3 separate regions of the Zea mays genome follow, and regions 1 and 2 are each linked to region 3. The links are chromatin contacts, called in public Hi-C maps. All regions are on one chromosome and are shown on one strand. The core of a region is the stretch at or near the end of the contact, and the rest is flanking DNA. Distances in the headings are between cores, read along the strand shown.

Region 1 (3,660 bases), core at 1,153-3,652, 200 kb before region 3:
GAGATAACCAGGCCATTATTCTCCCTATGGTGGAACCAGAAAATCATGAAAAGATGCTAAATTAATAGTTGTGTGAACGCTACTATGAAAGAACTAAATTTAACACAACAAAATCATCTGATGTGCTACCTATTGCCGGTAACTTTAAATAAAATAGTAAAATTGATGAATGTGTTATTTTATATGTGTGTGTGTGTGTTATTCAGCACCTTAGGTGATGAACCCTGGAATGACTTAACAAATGTTAACTTATTCGTGATTTTTATAAGTCATTTCTTAAGACATTTTAAGGTGAGTGATCATCACATAGGGTGACGAATAGCGCTACCCTAGTCACGTGCCCCACGTTCGGCCATGCATCGTCCGCACCAAGGCCCCCGCTCGCACGCCCGCTTGCCCAAGCCCCGTTAATCATGTCTTCACTTGTCGTGCCTCCGCCAGTAATTCCTCCACCGCGCCAACCCCCGTGCCCCTGAAGTCCGTAATATCTAAAGTAACCGTTGAATGGCTGAATATTTGTTCCTGTTGTATGTTGAAGTAAACCTGGAATGACTGAAATAAACCTGGAATGGCTGAAGTAAACCTTGAATGGCTAAAATAAACCTTGAATGGCTAAAATAAACCTGGAATGGCTGAAGTAAACCTTACATGGCTAAAATAAACATTGAATGGCCAAAGTAAAAACCTTAAATGACTGAATAAAACCAAGAATGGCTGAATGTTTGTTCCTACAAACCTTGAATGGCTAAACAAAACCTTGAATTGCTTAAACTAAACCTTGAATAGCTGAATATTTGAACTTAGGTATATATATGGAAAATCATTTATATTCCCTGATGTACCTACTCCATTATATTAACCACGCTCGAGGCTTGCTCACCTGCATCCTAGACTAGTCACACTCGCTCTTAGTGTGTCACAAACGTGTAACCTGACAGAGAATATATGGTGTTCCAGGCTGGGACATAGGATGTTGATAGATATCCAGATATTTCCAACAGACTAGTGCTTCAGTTCGTCTTCATCCTCATCAAGTTGATCGTCACATGACCCATCGCTGTCAAGGGGGTCACAAACTGCCCTGCTTTCTCATATATGTTGTGTTCTAGTTGGTAGTTCATCTGGCAAGTCGTCAATGAACCGTACAGGGTCCTCGGCCCATTGCCAATCTTGCTGCCCAGCAAGTAAACAGTGACTAGGTAATTGCCTTTGCCTCTGAATCCTTCCAAACCCCTTCAACGATAGTATACGTGTATACCTGCTCTGATCCTTTTAGCACAATTACCCAAACTCTCCACCTGAATCTACAAACTTGTAGTCTTGTACCCAGCAGTAGAACAGGAGAGCGCGAGACACACGCAATAGCACCTGCAACTTCATGGGTTTTTTTTCAAATGAGAGTATCATCTGATACTTTTTTCAGACTAGAGTATCACTAGATAATTTTTTTAATATCACGGTACAACTGATATTTTTCAGATTTAAGTATCACTTGATAATTGTTTTCATGTTATGGTATCAGTTGATACTTTTTCACATTATAGTACCAGAAGTAGATACTTCTTTCAAATCTTATCATCCAGAATCCAGGGCAATATTTTTTCAAATGAGAGTATCATGTGATACTTTACTATTACTGTTATATTTGCTCTACTTATGTATATACACATATTCCACTCATCAGTATACAGATACACTACTTGCCTTCCAAGTGTGTACCCACATATACTCCTACTTTATAAGAGTGTACATACTGTATACCTGTTTAGAGTATACAGATATATACTCCACATCGTCCTTATCCAATTGAGAGTTTGAGACCGCAAGTATATGCATAAGGCCAAGAAAATAGTGCTAGACGTTTAACTGATTAGTGCCTATTGGATCTTAATGAACCTAAACCAAATAACAGAAAGGGGTAGCTACATCCGGAAGTAAAAAAAAACTCAAACTAGTTCCTTGAGCGTGACTTAACTCAATACTTAATGTTTAGCCCTTTGAGTAAAGATTATTTGAAAAGAAACAGTTAATAAACAGAGGCCACAAGTAGGTTCAACAGATGCCATCGCCAATACACCAGATTCGAGACAGGAGACGGGGCGACGGGGTTTTCACTGGCTCTGCCGCAGCGAAATGCTCTGAAGGGGGGCGCATGCGCACCCTGAGAGGTCGGAGGCAAACCTAGTATGGTCAGCCAGTTGAGGCGGGGAAGCATCAGGGACGCACCGCGGGGGGAGGGAGGTTGCAGGGGAGCTGGATGCCGGCTCGGACGGCGCTCCGTCGGCCGGGAGCGAACCGCTGCCGCTCCTCCGCGCTGAGCGGCGAGTCTCTACCATAGGACGCCCGGCGCCGGCAGGAGTGACATGCACGGGAGGGTGCGGCCTCGGTGAAAGGTTTGGCCGCAAGCCCGCGGGGAATTTGGTCAGTCTACGGGCTGATTTGGTGATTAGGGATCCCTAGGGGATCCATGGGGGAGGAATCCCCTTGCAATTCAATTTTGAATAGCAAGAGGATTTCTTCCCCTCGGGATCCCCGGTCACCAAATCAGCCCTACAGTGATGTTCTTCGTCGCCCGCGGGGGGAATTTGGTCAGTCTACAGTGCTGCATCTTCTGCTAACTCTCCTCACTTCATCCATTTGTTAACTCTCCTCACTTCATCCATTTGTGTTACAAACCCACTGATGGGATTGTACGAACACGTTGACTTATCCCTTGTGGTTTGGGTTGATGATGAGTGATTGTCAACGGGGTAGTACTTTGGTGTAAGTCTTGGACCAACTAGAGTACGAGAGCTTATATTGTGCAACCATGTCTGTCGGCTTGTGGTGCGCAGGTGTGGAGCATACGAACGGTGGTCTACGATGAAGGTGAAAGTCATGCAGGTTAATGCCGATTGATCGGGACCGGTAAAGGACGAGCACCGGGACTTGACTGAGGTACTAGAGAAGTTGTGTGACTAGCCGTGGTGGCTGACATTTAGAATACGCTCGGGCGCGAGGACGTGGCAGAGTAGATCGTGTCGCCGACACGGTCAAGGACTGGCGGGACACGTGTTTAGGACGTGGGGGACGCACATGCGGTGCGCTATTCACGACGGTTTCTGTGGTTGCGCCTCAAAACTACCAAATGCTGGGTTTGGGCCTCAAAACTCGGTGGCATGGTTCTAGCGAGAATCGGAGGCGGCACGTGGCGCATCGCGAAGGGTGCGTCGAGGCGAAGCAACTTCGTGTGGAGCGCGTGACCGTCACATCAAAATCATAGGAGTTGGTCCATTTTACCACTGGTTAAGTGAATGAGCTATATGTATCTAAGGGTAGTTTAGACTAGTGGAATAACCCTTTATAAATAGATGGGTGGGCTACCGTGAACAACCATCTTTTTTGGCTATATCATTAGGCACTTGTTAGAAAACTCTACTTTCCATTTTTCTAAGTTGTTCTAGTTATTAGTCCGGAGATTCATAGGTGTTCTTGTGAACTCCACATCTATGTAATCATGATTTTAAAAGGAAGGGTGGCTGTAACCATCCACAGTACAAAGTTTGTTTAGGTCGTGTCTTATTGATCTCGCTGCATTTTTTAATCGGTTTCTCCTCTCTCAACCCCTCTCTTTGGATTTTGTGAGAATTATTGATTTCTTGAGTTGGGGATTGTTTTGGG
Region 2 (3,348 bases), core at 686-3,185, 130 kb before region 3:
CCGCCTGGACGCCTAGGCGTCGCCTAGGCGACGCCTTAAGAACAGGGGTACCGACCACCTACTGTTTCTCCTGCACGCGGGTTGGTACTGACTGGTTCGGCTCCAATGCGGTCGATACCTACCGGACACCGATCAGCAGGCCTACCAACCAGCGTTGGAGTCGGGTTGGTAGGTACCGACCGCCAGCTCGTGCACGTTAGCGGGCGATGTCGACTGCCGTTGGACCCAGGGGCGGATCCACATGGGGGGCAAAGGGGGTCATGGCCCCCCCTCAATTTTTAGTACCTCTTATAACCCATCTTATACCCTATGTTTATTTATTGTTAAGTATATAAAAAAATAAAAGTTTTAGGTAGACCAAACCAATTCTGTCCTAGACCTTCTAGTCGGATCGGTCCAATCATCCTAACTGTCGTTCTCTTTCTTGATCCAATTCTTGCATCTATTCGAATGTTCGATCTCATTTTTCTCAACGTCACCCGAACTAATCTGCCCTGATGCCCCGTTCCCAACGCTGCCCGCCGTTGTCACCTTCCCGACGTGTGTTGTTGTCCGACTCTGACCCCTCCTTGATGCCCCCACCCTACTCGTCCTTGTTGCGACATCGGCCCGTCCAGCATGCCTGATATCGCTCGTCACGAAGATGCGACCCATCGCCGATAGACGGCGGGCTTAGCAAACTAGCGAGCGTTGACTCTCTGTCGAAGAGGTCGCCTGACCCCGCCTCCTTCTCGATGGGCCCACCCTTCGAGAAGATCTACAGATCAACGTTCGATAAGGGTACATATAGTTTTGATTTGGTTAACAAAAAATTGGCGGTAAGCTTGCTTCTTTTTGTTTATATAGTTTTCTTCTTTGAACTTGTATCGTATATTGATATGAAACTTGAATTTTATGTAATACTAGTTTTTTACTGGCTTTCTTAATTTTATCATATAGTTTTTTGGCCCCCCGTGAATTCTGGCCCTGCATCCGCCACTGGTTGGACCCAACCTAAAACGAAGAACATATCCCCTACTATGTACTGGTGCAACATCAAGGCAAGAGTATTTGTGTTCAATCACAACACAGAATCCACAGATGCACATATACCAAAACCACTCACACACAAAGTCACAATTTATCTGATATATAGGGTACGAGGCACTGTGCTGAGCATCTATTTTATCGCAATGTTTCATATATAAATAGCCTATTTAGATTTTGCATGAAAACTAGGAATATTAATAATCCATGACGAGAAGACAACTTCAGAAATCTGTTTTACTGGATACGCAATGTTCTGACTTCTGAGGTGTAAAGTGTATGAAGGTCCATCGTCAAAGTGTGACTACTGAGGGAGATAAAGGAAGGAGAATTACCTGTGTTCATCGTCAAAATGCGCCTTCTTCTTCCCCTTGGCCACACGCAGAGAATATTCTGCATCAGAAAAACAACAGCGCACAACATAAGGCAAGAGCTAAACAAATAAAAAAAGGAGGCACACCGGGGGAATGAAAGAAGGGGCCAGTCATTCCTTACTGCGGGAGACGGTGAGCCGGACGGGAGCTGCGTCAGTGACGGCGCCGGGGGGCCGTGACGCCGCGGGAGGAAGAGCCCGTCTCCGCCACCCGCCACGGAGGCTGAAGAGGCCCGCGGCATCTGACGCAGACAAGAGGAGCGAGCGGGGCCAGAAAGTCGAGCCAGAAGGCGAGAGCGGGGGCAGCGGCGACGAGGGGCCCTCGCGGCCGCCGTCGTCGTCACGGCGGGATAGGAAAAATGGGCAGTGCGAGAGGAGGCGGGTACGGGAGGTGAAGGAGAGGAGGCGGAGGGCCGCGGAGGCGAGGGGAGGATGCATTTAGGCGTGCCGGCGTCGCCGGTGGTGCTGCCGCGGGTGGGGTGCAGCACTGCAGCTCCCACCATTCGTGGGAGGGACTCGTGCACAGGGGATTGCCAACACATTATGAGAAAGAAAGTGTCGTTTTCTATTAGTGCTATTAATTAAAAATCGAAATTTGGTATAACTTCTGTCCCAACACATTTTTTATGTTTTTTTATCAAATAGATCGTGGTGAAGCAGCTTTTTTAGGTTTTTCTATCAAACAGATAGTGGTGAAACAGCTTGTCATATTTCTAAGTGACTCAAACGGGGTGAGATATCTTGATTTTAGTTACTCACTCTGTTCTTTTTATTTATTATGTTTTAGTTTAAAAATAAACTAGTTAATGACAAATGTTTAAAAATGGAGATAGTATCAAAACACCAATGTAGAATATCTAACGGTCTTCAATGACACCTATATCTTACACCCATTTTAAGTCCTCGCGCGCGATCACCTACTTTTGGCTCACCTCCTACATCAAATACAATATTTTGCGCTTTTTTAAGTTCTCCATTGGAGATAATAAAAGATGTGTCTTATTTTTTTGGCAGGCCAAGATACTCATTCTAGTGTTTGGGTGCTCAAATATATGTTTTCCGGTTGGAGTTAGTCTAAGTGATGTGAGATAAAGCTCAAAATACTATCTTCCCTTAGCTTTATGGTCCACATTGTCTCGCTAAAAATTATTATACCAAACTTTTATAGATGTAGTTTTTAACTTCACTCGTGAAAATTAGACTAATAGTCTTAACATGTTTGTCTTGCAGTTTAGTTTTCATCTGTATATATAGTTTTATAATTAGACTATATTTAATACTTCTACTATATCTAAACATATGATGGGACACCAACAAAAGTTTAGTCCATGTATCCAAATACCCCCGCCCCCTTCCCCTCTTCCTCCCTAAAGTGTCACCCAAACCGGTTAGAATTTTAACTTTATTGTGTTTCCCATATAGAGATGTCAACGACGAATTCACATTAGAAATAGCTCACAATTCTCATACTTGCCATCAGCGAACACTCACCAAGACTCCCATCTCCATCCATGCACGTGAAAATTTCCTCATGGGGAGCTCGTCCCATTATGAAATACAAATTTTTATGGCAAATGTGAATTCGTAATATCAAATCAATATAAATTGAATAGCCAAGATTTAAAATAACAAGACATCTACTCTAAAGTTTAGTTTACTAATTATACTAGATTATATGTTAAGTTTTTTTATAAAAAATAGCATGCCAAATACTAATTTAGAGGCAAAAAAAAGTTTGCAGAGCAGGTATATGGGTCGTAGGGAACGATGATGGAGGATGATTTCCCATCTTCATCCCCGTCTCCGTGAACTTGATGGGACTACATTCCTCCGTCCTCATGAAGATTAAATTGTATTTATCTCCATCCTCTAACATAGAAAAATTTCATGGAAGTTGTCATCTCTAATCCATTGAAGTTGTCCAAATTGATGTCATGTTAAAATTTAAT
Region 3 (3,662 bases), core at 460-2,959:
AAACTGTCAATTCAAGGCATAGTCCATTGTTCAATTGTGAATGAGTGAAACTCTTATTCTAGATGGATGTTCAACTTAACAGTCTCCATCGAAACACTGGTATATCAAAGGATTATGATTCTGATACTTCATCATTACAAACCCTAGAGTTTGGTGGGGATTGTTGGATCTTTTATGGGCTTGGCCCATTTATTGAATAAACTCTATGATGTGTAATGGTGGAGAATACCAATAGTACCATATTGGAAGTCCAAAGGTCTTTTTGCTTGACTTATATGGTGAGAATTATTCCACTTGATTTGAGAAGTCAAGAAACGGTCAAGGGCATGCCACACGCGCGCGCGCGCGCCGCTGCCGCCGGCCGGGCTCGGGCGAGGCGAGGCGTGGCGTGGTTGTGTTAATTTTTAGCACTCACTAACCGCGGGAGTTTCAGCTCTTTCCCGTCTCTTGGCGTGCTGCATGCGATACCCTTGTCCTTCAGCTGCCCGTCTCTTGGCGTGCAGCATGCAACCCTTCTCCTTCAGCTTCCCTCTGTGAGAGGTTAAGTAGAGGAGAACCCTTGACACTTGGTACACGAGAACAGAACCATTTCAGAGTCACAGCCCAGTCGCAAGTGAGAGTATTCCCATCTCGTGACTCTGTGCGCACATAACAGCGAGAGGGCAGGTGCCTCCGAAGCCCTTGTCGTTCGAGACCTTGCACGGGGGATCGACAATTAGGTTTTTGGGGAGCGTCTACGCGACTGCCCAAAAAACATCTTCTTCCTGGCGACATGACAAGGGAAGCTGGACAAGGATCTGGATCATCAGAGCGCATGAGAGGGTATGATCAGTTTATTTCCTTACTGCTCTACGTTTTGCAGATTATATATGTTTTATATATTCATCTGTGTTGTTTTATATGTAGCAATGATTTTATCTCATCTGTTCTGTCATATTATAATATATTATATCTGTCTGTTTTAATTTTACAGTTATGCTGTTTATGTTGCTATCTGTTTAATTTCAATTGTTCAGTCAGTTTATATGCTTATCGTATTAATATGATTTATATAATTAATATGCTTTATTTTCTAATGATCCATATTGTTATGGATCAATTTGAGATCACGATTTCTATGGTTAATTATCTTTTATATGTCATCATCATAATGTTAATTTATGTAATTAAAATAATATAAAAAATGTCTATAATTCTATCATATAAAACATATATAAAGAAGTACAATCAAATCATTCAACAATGGAATCCAAACATTAATTTATCTTTGTTTACTTTATGCATTAGCCTTAGTAGTAGTTTTAGACTTAGATGTAGTTCCCTAATCTACAATCTTCGTCCCTCTTCAACTCTATGTCGTTTAGGGGAGTTTTGGTTAGTCTGCCGATATTAAAACAACATCAAGATTTTTACTCTCGACAAGGTTCCCAAGTGACGAAATCTTGGTTTCTCATCGCGGATGGTCAGTGTGCAAATTTCAGGTTCGTTTGGCGTTTGGAAAAAGAAAGCGTACGCGGATGAAAACGTAAATACTGCCGAATCCGTCTTGCCTCCCGCCGTAATTACATCAACAACTATATCTTGTTTTCTTTATTTTTTTGAGCCAGCTCACCTATATGACATGGCATATCATATACCAGTCGGTTACTATCACAGTATCACCACCCGTCCCGAATCGATATATAGCCGAACACGAACCGGCAGTCCTCAAATACAGTTGCTGCACCGCAACCCCGCGCCAAAGCCAGCGCGGCCAAACGACGTGACGACCAAACGAAGCAACCAGGCGCCGAAAAGGATAGCCGAAGTGCGAAACCCAACAGCAAGGAGAAGGCGAGGGGAAAAAAGAAAGAAAAGGCGCATCGAAAAGGCAAAGAGCGAGCTCCCTCTACCCGCGATCCCCGCACACCGGCCGCCGGCGTTCGTCGCCGCCGCGGATGAGATGCGCTCCCCCTCCGGCGGCGGCAGCGTGGTGGCCCGCGCACGTTCGTGAGGGGCCCTCCGCCACGCGCCCAGGTTACTGTGGCTCCGAGTCCGAGTTCGCTCCCCGCGCCCGCGCTATCGCCGCGGGGCGGAGCGGATCCCCCAACATGTGGCTTTTCTGGCGCACTAGGAATCGCTTCTCCCTTGAGGAGCTCCGGTGAGTCACATATCCCTTGCGCTGCCCTGCCTGGCCCGACGGCCGACGTGGTCGAATTAGGTCACCGGAGCGCGCTGTCCGTAGATCCGCGCAGTTGCTCGCCCGGATTTTTTTCTCAAACATGCAAGAGAGCTGCTGTCATTGCATCAAGCTCCCTAACTAGAAGAGGTGGCAGAAACCCCACCTAATTTATTAAAATGACCCAAAGCAAATGCAGCAAAAGTCCCCTAGCGTCGACGAAGCACCAGAGATAAGATTAAGTGTATTTCACTAGCAATTGTCGATTCATACTAATGGAAGAGTATCTCACTGAAAGAAATAAGTTGATAAGTGACCACACATTCATGCTATCACTCAAACTCGTCTGCTTCATGAGTTGTAGTAGTGGTAGGGAGTTAAAGTATTGCAATAGCTAATAACTTGTTTTCTTCAATTCACAAATATTTCACAAATATGTATTCTGAAATGTTGCTCCTGTGTAAAAAACAAAACAAAACAAATGGAGGCCGAGGGAGTATAGAAAAATCAAACACGCATACAGTGTACACGATGCAACTGTGTACTTTTCATCTGCAATAATCTTTACCTGGGCATAAAAAAATCTGGCTTCATGCCCATTTTATTGTTAATCAGCAACAGCAGTCTGTACGTAACACATAAGCTCAAATATTTCTGCTAGCTAATGCCCTTCTATTTTCTTATTAGATCAATTTTTTTCTCGAACACGCAGGAGAGCTGCGTATCATTTCATTAGAAGAAGGATGATATTTACAATGACCTAACACACACACCACACACACACAAATAACAAGAGGTATAACCTCCTAGCCGAGGTTGAACAAAAAAGCTAGGTTCGAAAGACGGGTCAAGCTTTTAGCCCCCGCAAAACACCACATATTGAACTCATCATTGGCTGAGGTAAGCAATCCAGCTATAAAAAGCTGAGCACCATTGAAAACACAATCATTGCGGTGTCTTCAGATAGTCCAAGCCCCCAGGATCACCAAGGAGTTAAAGCCATCTCTGAGGTCCTTAGGAATAACCTCAGCCGATCTACCCCACCAAGCTTCAAAATTGATATCTTCCATCCCGAGGGAAAGGGCAGACAAGCCGACACGTTGGAGAAGAAGATACAAAAATTGCCTCACGAGGACACAGGAAACAAGCAAGTGATGAATAGACTCTCCTTCCTGGTCACATAAGGGGCAAGATATAGGATGGGGAAGACCCCTCTTAGCGAGCCGGTCAGCCGTCCAACATTTATTATGTAGGACCAACCAGAGGAAAAACCGACACTTAGGTGGCGCCCAGGTGGTCCACACTCTTTCAAAGCCCGCCAGGGAGGTAGAACCGCAGAACATTATCTCATAAGCAGTTTTGGCCGAATAGATACCATTGGAAGAGAACCTCTAATAATGTTTATCTGTAACATCCGGTTGAAGATCAACGTCAGCCACAACATCTGCCAACAAGATGAAGTCAGCAATGACCTCCCATGTTACCACTCCCCTTAAATCCCCAA

What was found. Hi-C and Micro-C count contacts between places; a contact is called where the count stands out from the background.
Region 1: a Hi-C map of endosperm shows a contact between it and region 3, with 2.5 times the contacts expected there. The contact joins the promoter of mbd113 here to the promoter of LOC100383777 in region 3. A contact is called at or near these places in 7 of 25 Hi-C or Micro-C datasets (bundle sheath, ear, endosperm and 3 more).
Region 2: a contact with region 3 is called in a Hi-C map of ear, with 2.8 times the contacts expected there. The contact joins the promoter of LOC103641543 here to the promoter of LOC100383777 in region 3. A contact is called at or near these places in 8 of 25 Hi-C or Micro-C datasets (bundle sheath, ear, leaf and 2 more) and 1 of 3 datasets of contacts at active chromatin or transcription factors (seedling).

Annotation. Positions count from the first base shown.
Region 1 is chr10:107,311,069-107,314,728 of Zm-B73-REFERENCE-NAM-5.0, forward strand. mbd113 (methyl binding domain 113) reads right to left here and starts at 2,403. Exons shown (of 9, transcript NM_001165707.2): 1 at 2,227-2,403; 2 at 1-24. The coding sequence starts at 2,336.
Region 2 is chr10:107,383,253-107,386,600 of Zm-B73-REFERENCE-NAM-5.0, forward strand. LOC103641543 (metal tolerance protein C4) reads right to left here and starts at 1,936. Exons shown (of 13, transcript XM_008664888.4): 1 at 1,522-1,936; 2 at 1,362-1,419. The coding sequence starts at 1,837.
Region 3 is chr10:107,515,989-107,519,650 of Zm-B73-REFERENCE-NAM-5.0, forward strand. LOC100383777 reads left to right here and starts at 1,710. Exons shown (of 20, transcript XM_020545190.3): 1 at 1,710-2,140. The coding sequence starts at 1,938.